2 separate regions of the Zea mays genome follow, and region 1 is linked to region 2. The links are chromatin contacts, called in public Hi-C maps. All regions are on one chromosome and are shown on one strand. The core of a region is the stretch at or near the end of the contact, and the rest is flanking DNA. Distances in the headings are between cores, read along the strand shown.

Evidence for each region. A called contact is a pair of places that touch in the nucleus more often than the background predicts.
Region 1: a contact with region 2 is called in a Hi-C map of bundle sheath, with 2.8 times the contacts expected there. The contact joins two enhancer-like sites. A contact is called at or near these places in 7 of 25 Hi-C or Micro-C datasets (bundle sheath, endosperm, leaf and 2 more) and 1 of 3 datasets of contacts at active chromatin or transcription factors (leaf).

The regions. Positions count from the first base shown.
Region 1 is chr3:22,213,175-22,219,999 of Zm-B73-REFERENCE-NAM-5.0, reverse strand. No RefSeq gene overlaps it. Among protein-coding and RNA genes, the nearest start is that of LOC103649836, 94 kb to the left of the region's middle. Within about 2 kb of position 2,214, at least 18 of the 20 cell types and tissues checked have an H3K27ac peak or open chromatin away from gene starts, as enhancers often do. A contact at or near this core is called in bundle sheath, where this site is marked.
Region 2 is chr3:21,979,945-21,986,192 of Zm-B73-REFERENCE-NAM-5.0, reverse strand. It overlaps LOC103649831 (a long non-coding RNA gene), which reads left to right and starts at 5,398. Exons shown (of 4, transcript XR_563735.4): 1 at 5,398-5,586. Within about 2 kb of position 2,147, at least 4 of the 20 cell types and tissues checked have an H3K27ac peak or open chromatin away from gene starts, as enhancers often do. A contact at or near this core is called in bundle sheath, where this site is marked.

The DNA of each region.
Region 1 (6,825 bases), core at 965-3,464, 230 kb before region 2:
GTGGACTGAGCCTTGACCTTAACCGTGCCCATCAGGCCTTTGCAGCTTTGTGCTGATGGGGGTTACGAGCTGAGATTAGGAGTCTTGGGGGTACCCCTAATTATGGTCCCCGACAGCAATATTTAAAATTCATAAAATATTATAGTTTCACTCAAAATTTGCAAATAAGTTACAAAAAGTAATAAACATTTTATATGAAGATAACTCAAGTCCTCGTATGAAAATGATAAAGTGAAGTACTGATTATATTGAAACTTGGATACTTACACTGATTTCACATGTAACTCATACAAATAAGTGAAAGTGAAAGGAAAGAAACGTGGGCATCTTATACATCTTATGATCCAAACATTTTTTATGGTTACATATGGACATATGTTGTATCTCCGTAAAATTTCACGATTTTTTGAGGCTATTTATGTATTATTAATTTCTTGTCATAGAAAATCATCAAAATACAATTAAATCATTAAAATATTGTAGTATCGACCGAAAAATACAAATAAGTTACCAATACTAATAAATAGTCTATAAAAAGATAACCTTAAGTTCCCACGTGGAGATAATCTTAAGCACCCACATAAAAATGATAAAGTCTATTAATTTAATATAAATTTGAACATTATTTTAATGATTTTGGTCTAAAAGATATGTTTAAACAAAAAATTGATGTATTACAAAGTCATAGATCTCTTCAAGCTCTACAATTTTCATATAAACTTTATCTTCATCCGATTTCATATGTAAAAGTTATGATTTTATAACTATATTATGCAGAAAAAGAAAAACGGGTACCCGAATTCCGGGTACCCGTATCCGACCCGGGATTTTCGGGTACTGACCGGGTATTAATGATTCCGTATCCTACCCGTATCCGAGGTTCAATATCCGGGTAATACCCGTATCCGTCCCGACAAACAAAATACCTGTATCCGTATCCGAAATTACGTCCCGTTTTGGTACCCGTATCCGATACCAGTTCCGGGTAACCGTCCCGTTTTCATCCCTATCCCCGGGCACCGAACGCGCAGCGGGATGGAGATCAAGTGCGCCGCCGTTTGACTGCACGCGCGCGAAAATGAAAACTGAGGCAGTTGCAACGTAAACGTGGGCATGTGGGTTGGAAAGTAGGCTATGCAAGCAGTCATTGTGTAAGCGTACAAGTAAATCATTTAATCCATTAGATTGTGATGTAACCATAGGTCACATTTTACACTTAAACCCTTTCACCACCAGCTTAATAATCTTTATAAAAAAACCCTAACAAACCATGGTTGTATATGTGGTTGGATCGTAATCTAATGGATCAGATGGTTTGCTTGCATGGTTGCACAGAAGAACTGCTTGCATAACAGTTGTTGCCTGTAAACTAATACTCTATTCTTTTTTATTTGTCGTCAATTAGTTCAAAAATAAACTAGCGGACGACAAATATTCGAGAACGGAGGTAGTATGTTGTTTGATGTTTCGACTCTAAACATCTTCAATGAGTAGCAAAAAACAAAATATAGGGCTCAATTATAGAACTCTTGGTTGGAGATGCTTTAAGATCATATATGGTTTAAAACTATTTATGGTAAATCTAATAAGATCCTAATAAGATCATATATATGGTTTAAAATCTAGAGTCAAAAGATCCTAATAAGAAGTTTATAGAAATAAATCGTTTAAATACAATTTTATGGTTTGAAACTAGTTATGGTAAATCTAAGGTAGTGTTTGGTTGAAGAGCCAAGTAGAACGGAGCCGTTCTGTCCCAGTTTTGTTGTTGTTTGGTTACAAAGTAACTAGAATTGGAATGACTCCAATTAGGTAATATTCTCCTCAGATCCGGAACCATCCCGCTCCAAAAAATCAACCGGACGGAGCCGCTCCGTTCCCAGCCCGCTCGCACAGTCACGCTTCGTTTCGTTCACTCTGCAACCAAACAAAAAACAGTGCCGTCCTGTTCCAGATTACCAAACACAGAACAGAGCGACTCCGTTCCTAAAATCAGAAATGGAACGACTTAATTCTACTTAGCTACTCAACCAAACACTACCTAAATCTGACGAAGATGTAGCAAACAACCCTAAACCGCAATAACCGGACCAGAAAAACAATCACCGAACCAGAAAAAGTCTGGATTCAGAGACGCACGGTAATCTCTCTAGCAGTTAAGCCCACAACCAAAAGAGCCCAACCCAACATGACTCACCTTCAGGCCCACTGCCAATCTACTTCCTTCCAGTCCGAACCGTACTTCTGCGCTTCCGGGCTTCCCGCTCAGGTTCACTGATCTACCTTTTCCTTTTCGCGTTCCCTTCCGAATTTCGTTGCTAGAAAGAAAAAAAAAGCTAAGAGCAACTCTAAAAGGATATAAAGGATATGTAAACTAACCCCAAAACAGATTTTAGTCAAGAATAATAGTTTTTCTTACTCCAACAGCTACCTCATTCTTCCTCCAAAAAATTAGCGTCCCGTATTTATAACTTACACTCCCTCGTATTTTGGTGTGTTTCATCCATCCCCAATTCAATTTTCAACGTAGCAGATCAATGACCTTTCGACGACCATACAGATTGTGCCACATATTATATTTAAAGGAACTGTTGGATTATCCATCATAATTTATTTTTAAAATTTTTTAACCTACTCTTAATAATCAATTTTTGGGGTAAAATTTTTAACTTCTTTTGGATCTAAGAGCGTGAGATTTTAGCAGCATCAATCCTCTCCCATTCTGTTGCTCCCCAACAAACCAAATCCTCTGCCGACCTCCGCGGCTCCGCGTTTGGGTTCGGCGCCGGCGCGCCGCCACCGCCTCCTCTCGACCGCTCGCCCGCCCGTTCGCCATGTCGTTGCACGCCATGGCCACCACTTCCCCGCACCCCCTCCCTCCTTTCACATGCCACGCAGGATCCTCACCACCCCATCCGCCGTTCGCGGTTGTTCGTCATCGCTTCCGTCCCCGACCCCGCCCCAGCGGCGGGGCCGGTGGAATACACGCACTGTCTCATCGCCGGCCTTGGCAACCCAGGCAACAAGTACTACGGCACGCGGCACAATGTTAGAACCGTTGTCACACTTGTTCGTTCGTATTCCCATTTCCCGCAACTTCGAGGTGGTGGTTCTCACTTCTCGCTCTCCGTCCCATTGTGCGCGTGCTCGTGTCATCGATTATGTGGGGTTTGAGATGGTTGATCGCATCGCGTTAGAGGAGGGGATCGCGATGAACACAATCCAGTCCATGTCGCTACTGGGAATTGGTAACTAAAACCCCTGATCACCTGGATTGTATCTGCTTAGGTTCCACGTTCCTTCTTTATGCTGCGTTTCATCTTTAGTTTTCTTGGGCTGTCCTTACCTGTCATCAGAACAACCATGACATTGTAGCATATATGAGAATAACCATGACATTGGGCCAAACCTTATACCTGTGCTTTGGTGTTGCCTGCAATTCGTTTGCACAGGGTCAAATCCAGAATCTGAGGAGTGCTTCTAGAATCACCTAACCAACTCAGCTAGAGGTGTGTTCACAACAACAAATCAAACTGCCCTTAATAAGGGTGTGTGGGGTGGGGAGTTTTGCAGAGTTGGTTCTGGAAAAGAGTATATTAGGATTCTCAAACTTTACTTCATCACCCTACGATAACTGTTGTTTACTGAAGCCTCGAGTTATTCATTCTGTAGTGGTCCACCCTTTTCTAGTATGAACTATGTGATATAGCTGCTCTTGGATTGTTGATTTAAATGTGCTTTATAAATTTGATGAAGATCGACGCTGCTTTGGAGCAAGGAGTGGGTGCTGTGAGAACCCTTGTGCTTAAGGGTTTTAGTGGTAGTATTGAAAGATTCAAACTTGGGCAGAAGTACAAGTTCCACATGGTTTGAATGCTTGAGAATCCGTGAAATGCTTGGGTTTACTTCTGAAAGAAACCTGATACGCACCAATATCATTTGAAGTGTTGGATGTGGTCATTTGCAGTTTTGAACTATGCACGTAAGCGTACTGACTACTGAGTTACTTCCAAAAGGCTCCTGCAGTTTTATCCTTGGAAATTTCATATTCATACCATCTGTCATTGTTGCTGCGGATAGTTTCCCTGCAAAGAGGTCATAGTTTTTTATCTCAGTCCGTACAACTCGTTTTCATCAACTCGATGTGGTAAAGTTTAGTAGTGTGCCATGTTGTGGGTAGAGATGTTGAAATCTCTACGTTATCTCGTCCTTCAGAAAATTAATTTAGAAGATCCTCAGAGCTTCTTTGATAAGGACATGAAAGTGATATATGATTTTATTTTCTTATTCTGGTATGCCAGTGATTTGTGGCTTCTGTTGGGTTTTAATTCTAGCCTATCCCAATTGTTTGGAACTAAAAGCTTTGTTATTGTTTTTATTATGGTATGCCAGTCAACTTTTCTGGCAAAGGATTGAAAACTTGTTTTGTTACTATTTAAAAGGTTGTTTAACTTCTTGCATCTGTTAACCTGTACTATCATCTAGAAGAACCAGAGTGAAGTGCTGCGGTGATTAGTTTGAACAGGTTTTCTCATGGTTAAACGCTTTTTATAACAATCTTGCAACAAAGGTATAGATTAAGTTTTTAAATTAGGTCTTGAATTACCTGCTGCATGATAATCTAAGGTGGCAAAATCTGTTACTCTTTTATGTCCTTTGACGGAATTGTTGGACTTCCTAGTTGATAGAGCAAATGGTGGAGATAATAATTGGATCACCTGTACATCTCATGCCTGGTTTACCTATACTATACCTAAACCTATGTATGTGGCCATGTGCTGATCTTCTGTTAAATGCCAAGGAAAATAGTTGAGTAGGTCTTGACCTGGGACCATATACTTTTACTGTTATGAGTAATGAATTGGAACATGCTTAGGTGTGAATTAGCACATGATAAGTAGCGTAGAGCATACATAATACTAGGTTGTTTTTGTAGGGCATCTGTTAATCAACTAGGTTTGGTTTGATCTGATTCTCCTAGTGCTACTTTACCCATTTGAATAACTTTATACACTCTTCTAATTGTCACTTTATACCATATCGTTATTGAAGTTATATCTTGTTGTCATGCTATGTTAATGCAGCTTTTCTTGAACCTTGTGAAATGAAATACGTGATTTGTCATTTCTGTAGATGAACTTGCAAATTCGATGAATCTGTTTGTTAATTAATACTGCTGGCAATTGGCAACCTGCTATTGTTCCTTTAGTTTTTGCATAGCACTCTAGGATCTGGAGAAATGACAACCAATACTTCTTAGTTCATATGCTTTCTTGTGCCTAAACATAATAAAACTAGATAATCGGAGGAAAACTAATGGAAAGGGTGGATGTGTTTATTATGTAACCCTAACATTTACTGGACTATCTTTTTTTTTCTTGTTGAAAGAAATGTTGTTAAAGGGATCTTCCCATGTTTGCTCCAAGAGGTAGAAATTCCTTCGTTAACTGAAGATAAACAAAGAAAGTTAGCATCATCGCCTATTTTGGTGGGCCTGAACTACACTGATGTAAATTAAAATTAGACGTTAGATAGAACTAGATATTGGAGCTTTGTCATTATGTCATATTTCCCCGTTTTAAATTGTAATTTGTTTAAGTTTTTTTGTGAAGCCAAACTTCTCTAGTTTTAACAAATTTTATAGAAAATTATACTAACATATGTAATATGAAATATATATATATATATATATATATATATATATATATATATATATATATATATATATATATATATATATATATATTATCAAAATATATTTCGTGTTGTACCGAATGAATCTTGGTTGATGCAGTTCATATTCGTGCATTTTTTACAAACTTAATCAAAGCTAGAGGAATTTGACTTGTGATAAAGCTATAACGACTAACAAATTATGTGCTGTTTGGTTCACATATTTATAATGTAATGGGTAACTGATAACGTTAAATCACATTTGTTTAAGTCCAATAGTAATAAGATATCACACTAAAATTGATAACGACCTATTTAAACTTGTTATCACCGGTGTTTGAGTGTGAATCATTACCATTACTATTTACGTTACATTTTATGAATCAAACAACACCTTAGAACGAGGAAGTGTAATCATATATGGAGAATAACATCGAGGAAGTGTAATCATATATAGAGAATAACATCAACATCTTTATATGTACTACTCCCTTCATTACAAATTATAAGTTAGTCCAATTTTCCTGTAGAGTCAAAGCATCTCAAATTCGATCAAAATCATAGAAAGAATTAGAAAGTTTAATGACATCAAATAGGTATATTATAAAAATATAATTAATTAAGAGTCTAATAATACTTATTTGGTATCATAAATATTATTATTCTATTATATAAATTTGATCAAACTTAAGGTGCTTTGACTCTAAAAAGGTCAGAATAACTTCTAATTTGAGATGGAGGGAGGTCTCATACAATTTCCTACACTAGTTGCAAGTAATGGGCTTATAGTTGTACATAAATTCGCAATGTTTCAAGCGGGTGAAATAGAAAGAAATGAATAGACGTTCAGAAATTAAAGATGTAATGGGCTGGTGGCTATTAGCTCTTTGTTGATACTCGATACAGAGATGCAAAATATGTTTGAATCGCTATTATATATTTCTTTGAAAGATCTGCTTTCAGAAACAGGTTGCAAGGTGTTTGTTCTGTTCCTCAATATTCTCACATACCAGCACTAATGTATTCGTGGAAGAGCTGTCCATAGGACTACTATGGTCCACTGTAATCTCTACCCACAGAAGAGTTACCAAACTGAAATGGAACGTAACTTGCTCCGAGTCTCTGATTAAAGCTTTTCTACTAGACATCGAT
Region 2 (6,248 bases), core at 898-3,397:
TATAAGGCACAATTGTCGGTGATAAATTGTATCCTAGACATATATAGAATAACCATCGACGGTTACGTCGTGCGTATACCATTGGTCGCCTTTCGTTACTGAATTTGTATAGTACAAGTATATATACATATACATGCACGCTCTCCTATCAACGGCAACTTGACTCCTGCATAACCTAACAATATAGTACAAAGCAAACCCACAACAAGAACTGAATCAATGTGTGTGTATATATATATATATATATATATATATATATATATATATATATATATATATATATATATATATATATATATATATATATATATATATATATATATATAGGCGGGATACATGCATATATATATATATATATATATATATATATATATATATATATATATATATATATATATATATATATATATATATGCATGTATCCCGCCTGTCTATAATAATATGCATGTCGCGTCGACGGGCTGTCGTAGGCTAGCTTATCATACTCGCATCGCATTCACATCATATATATCCAAGTGGATTAGGCTAGGTTGGCTACGAACTGGGGTTAACCCTAGTCGAAGCTAATAAAATTATGTTATGCCCCTACTATACATGGATCATTATGGAGTCACCCCATTTGGCAAAGCATCGGCCATATATATATATATAAAGTAATCCATGATTGTACGGGAGGCATGTAGAACGGATTTGATAGGATGTCTCCAGACGAGCAACTAGAGCTATATTAGTTTAGTTTAATGGCGAGCGCAAAAGATTAACCTAATCGTCAATGTCATGTGGATGGATGCATGTACGCAGCACCAGCTCAGTTGATCTAGTCGACAAGCCTATAGCTAACAAAACTGCAGATGCACGTCGTCTGACCTTTCCATCTCCATGTTTTTTTCCCCTGCTCAATTCCTGTTGAACTCATCGTTAAGTAGTCCAGTACAGTATATATGATTCAACTCATCAGGCTATATATTATTCACAGTTTAACTGTGATTTCATCATCTTTTCTCGAAGACTATCAGTTGGGCCTTTGATTGCATGAGACGAGGTTCTTAAAAATCTAGGCTTGCATCATCTTCGGATCATGTGTTGTTGCTTGTATGATTAGTTTTTTTTTTGAAGCTTGTAGGATTAGTTAACTACTGGTGGCTTAAGTACACGTAGGCATGAGTCTTTTAATAAAGGCAATGTATCCTGTGTAAAAGGTTCTCCTGTGTAAACATGCTAAAACGCCTTAACAACCTTTAGATCCAGAATCAAAGCCTAATTTTAATCTCACCTAACCGCCACCGCACCAGATTACCAGGAGGGGGTTCTTTAGAAAAAACACAAGATTATTAGGTGGGATTAAGATTAGCCTTTGATTCTGGATCCAAAGGTTGTTAAGACGTTTTAGCATGTTTACACAGGAGAACCTTTTACATAGGATATGTTGCCTTCAATAAAAGGACAAGTAGGTGACGCATGGCGAGACCTGTCTAGCGTAGAGTTTTCTTTTTTTTTTTGTGGCATGTGGGAAGCTTAGACCGGCCGAGCGCAGCGTGGGTTAATTAACTTGATTATTAGAGCCGGCCAATTTCAGTTGGCTTTGTTTGGTGACTAGAAATAGAGATAAGGGCCAGCTAGGGCCGGTCAGTACTAAAGTATTTTGTTGATTGGCACAAGATTGGGGATGGAGAAATTTCTAGCAAAGAGACGCATGCAAGAGATAGCTGAAAGGGACGACCAAACACTTCGTTAACCTTTTTTTTAAAAAACCAGAAACTAGCCACGCCTTCTAGAGTGTGTGGGGTTGACACCCCTTCGTATGGTTCGATTAGCCAGCACATTCTTGTGCTGCTGATGTGATATGAAAGGTGATGTAAAGCTACGGTTTTTGATAAATAATCTTGCGTCGGTAGGTTTCTCTATGATCGACCGTGGTGTCAACTTGGACTTGTCCCTAGCTGGCTTTTCTGTCTGTCTTCGTTTTGGTATGCATGCACGCGGTTGAATGTTGCACCGAATATTTCATGCGAGATTATTATAAAGATCATGAGATTTTTTTTTTTGCAATGTTTGGAAATTAACGAGGATCCTCCATTTGTCTTGATCGGATGGTTAAGAATTAGAAGGAACCGCCGATCCCCGTCCCCCTGCCGGCGCTTCCCTTCCCTCTTCTTCCACAAGACCACAACCAGTCAACCACGCAACCGCAGGCGGCTGAGCTTGCTCTCCATCTGAACCGCGACAGCGCGTCGGCCTCGTAAGCACCAGGCGTTGTTCCCCTCAATTTCTCTTGCATAATCCTGCTAGCCGCAACAGCTGGGTTTCATTCCTCCTATGCTTCTTCGCCTTTCCTTTGCTGCTTGCTTGTGCTGGTGTTGGACAGCAGAAAAACGAGTGATTGAGTTCAACTTAGCACTCTGTTAAAGAATCTGCAATCTGTTTTAGCTCATAGCTCGCTCCAAGAAAAACTACAGCTGCCTGCCTGGGAAGCTGGGAATCCCAGCCTGGGATGATCAAGGACAAGTTGTTGACTTGTTTCCCACCCTCGACACCGTGAATGAGAACGGTTGACACCTTGAATACGAAGCTAAATGTTGTGGTTCAGAAACTGAAAGCCTGACTGAAAAAGGTGACCAAGAAGTGATGTATGATGCTGTCGAAATGTATGGTGAGCTGAATGTATCTGAGAGACTGAGAATGAGTGACTTTCTTCCACACACAAAAGACTGAAATGAACTTTGTGCACAATTTTTTCAAAAAAAGAAAAAAGTAAAAGAAACCTGCGAATCCTTGACCTCTTGTACTACAACCAACAGATGGTACTGATGATTGATTACTGTGTGTTTTATCAGGAAAATACCCCTGCTGCGCGCGGTGACCCCTGAGCGGCCACATTGGATGGGCGCTGGTGACCCTTGGGCAGCCAACCCCTGCAGCTTGTGGAGTGGCAGGGAAGTAGGGAACTCCTGTGGCATGGCATGGAAAGCACCAGCAGCTGCTCCTGCTCGCGTTTAGCGGCGAGCCCCTACAACTACAACTACAACAGGGCGTGGGGAATCTCCTACAGGAGGGAGGCTTAAGCGTCCGTATCTCCTTACCTACAACTACAACAAAGGAAAAGTTCAATGGGGTTAATGACCTGAGCCCATACAAAGTATCCTTAACTGCAAATAATTAATTCTTTCTATGATTTGGGAGGAACCTGTAGCTAGACTGTAGTTCAGTAACAAATCTCTAATTAATGACCATTAATAATTCACCCACTGTACGTAACTCCTCTAACAAATAAAATCTATATGTGATACTATGTCAATCCTAAGATATATATATATATATATATATATATATATATATATATATATATATATATATATATATATATATATATATATATATATTAATTGTGTAGTTATAAGTATTTGGTCCCTGTAACAATAAATGTTAATTTCCCGTTGCTTCAGGTTTATATATGTTGTAACTCTTTCTCTCTCTCTCTTGTTGATCGAACTGGCGATGCGTGTGTCAGTGTAGTGTGATTAAAATAGGACGCTCTGACGTTTATATATACTTTCCTATAAATGCACACACAGATGAACCATACGGTACTGATTTATATTCTTGTTATATGGGTCACTTGTATCATGCTGGTCAGTTGTCATATACTAACTCCAATTTGGTACTAAACATTCCTTTGGGAACCAGGACACTCAACACATCGACGAGTACAGTTCTCTTTTTGATTTGTTGTCTAGTTTTGTCGCTGCATGAATCATGATCGATCTCTTTCTTTGACAAAAAAATGGTACGAAATGCTAAGGTAGTGCGTTCCCTTCTCGTCTACTACAGGCGGTACAAATCATATATATAGTACTATGTATTGTCCTATTAATAATACTCCATTCGTTTATACATAACAAATTAAGCTGCTAACTAGTTCAAAATCACCATCCAGAATGGAAAGAATATTTGGTCGCGCGCGGCTACATAAGACACATACAGTATTGTTCACCTATTTTTGAAAGGTGTGCTTTCTTTAATTTTGAAAGAAGGCGACGTAACAAAATGAATGACTAGCACGCAAACAGCATTTGTCCACAAAAAGGTTTTCTTAAACCACACTTGTTAAGTAGGAGGATACCCAACCACACTAGTAGAAGCAATATAATGAAGTCATGAAGCATGATATTTCCCAACAAACTATAGCTACTAGCTCAGTTGATGCCCCTTACGACCACACATGGCATCTAGAAAGTTTTTTTTCTAGCTTACACTCCCTAGGAGAGAGTAGTAAAGGCTAATAAAGAGCTAAACGCTAGCTAAAACCTTTGGCTGGCCTGAGGAGGCCCATGTGAGTCACCATATCCGCCAAGATGTCCCAACTGCAAACAAGATCTTAAAAGGGGAGATTTGAAAACGCTTTTGCTATGATCCCATTTGATCGATGTAGTTTTATGTCGAGAAAACCTTATCCCCCGAATGGAACGTGATTAGGCTGTGGGCCACAGGCTAGCTGCCCCTTGTTTTTGTTTTGTAATGTTCCTCAACTTGACTGTGCGCCGAAAGATGTCAGCTTGTGTGTTTTTGGAGAACCTCCAATATGCTATATAAGAACATATACATTTATTTTTATTTTTTTTTGTGTGTGTGGTCCGGCCAAGAGAATAATATGCCATTTTTGGGCATATGCATGCGATGCGAGTTGGCATGCATCCTCTTAGTGGAACCAGGACACGATCGATAATAACACACATCAGTGCAAATTAGTGCTTTGCAAAACTTGGAACCTTGTTTATGCTTGTCCACACAAGGAGTGCGCAGCTTGAAAGCTCATTTAGCGTTGCCCTTTTTTTTGTCAAACTAAAACGGTTGGAACTATACACAACATAGGAAAAATCCACTGCGTGCTCATGTCTCATCAAGCCCCCAATAAACCTTCAGTGTTTTCCCCCGACCCAAAAGAACATATATTGCTGCATGCACAAGCACAGATTTGATTAAAAGAAGCAAACAGCTTTGCTTCTTGTTCAGGAGTTCATCAATCCATCCCTTTCTTTTAGGGGGGTGGGCGGGGGACCCTAGTCTAGAAGTGAAGCAATGGAGGAGTCAATGTCTCCTTTGGCATCATCGACAAGCCTAGCTACTAGGGCATCATGTTGGAATGCTGCTCCTGGGCGGGGGCTGGGGGTGGGTCTCCCTGTGGCACGAACCAGCCAGTCACGGATCAACAGGTAGAGCCAAGGTCCTAGGAGTGAGTGAGTGAGTGAGTGCTATGATTACAAAGAAGATGCCATGCTCAAGCTGACAAATTAGCATTGGGTTTGGGGGTGAGGAGGGGGGGATAAAAAGCGCACTCTGATGGACTGCTGATCATTTGGTCTGATGAAAGCCTGCCCGCTTTATTGGTTTCTGTACTTCGCCTTTTCACTTGGCCTGGCTGGTCTGGCCAGCCAGTTTTTTTTTCTGGTATTTAAAGTAAGTACTGCTCTAGTCTTTGCCACAGCCCACAGCTTGCTGGCCTCTGCCTGCTGCTGTTCTTCGTTGCCACATGGCTTCGTCGTTCAAGCACTGATGACTTGATCAGCTCTGATTGGATGGGAGATCAGAGTGAGCCACTTCCTCTTTTTTCTGCTCCTCTTTGGCATATATAGTAGTAGTAGTAGGGTGGATTATATATGTTGGTGCTGTGTGAACTGTGGTGGCCAGTGAAGTGTGAATTGTTTTTTTTTTCCTTTTCCGCCCATAAGTTCAGTTACAGAAGCACTTTCACAGTGGCCTCCACCTAATCAGCACATTCAGAAATGTACAACTAACTGGTGGATTGCTTTTTAATCTGATCCAAGATTACAGCTCAGTCCCCAAAACTTGTTTTAAAAAAAATATATATCTAGACACGGATGATGAATAGGCACGGCGTTCTATATCTGATAGTAGAGATAGTCAGGCCAAAATCCTTTTAAGTGTACCACATGCTAGGCGCATTAGCTCTGAGGATAGATTAGAGGGGTCCAGACCAGCTTAGCTTCTTAAGCATCGTTGGTATCTCATAATTGAGCTTGCTAGTAATATTTTTTTACTATAGTGTGAGCCAGAACGATACCGTACATACGCTCTACTTATTAGCTATTATGCTAAGAAATGGACGCTAGTTGCGTAGGTTTGTTAGTGATGAAATGAACTATCTCTAGCTAGCCAGCCAGCTGGCATCTACATTCTAAAGTGGCTGTCGGAGCTACGTGTCCGTTCATGCAGGTTGAGTTACCTTCAAG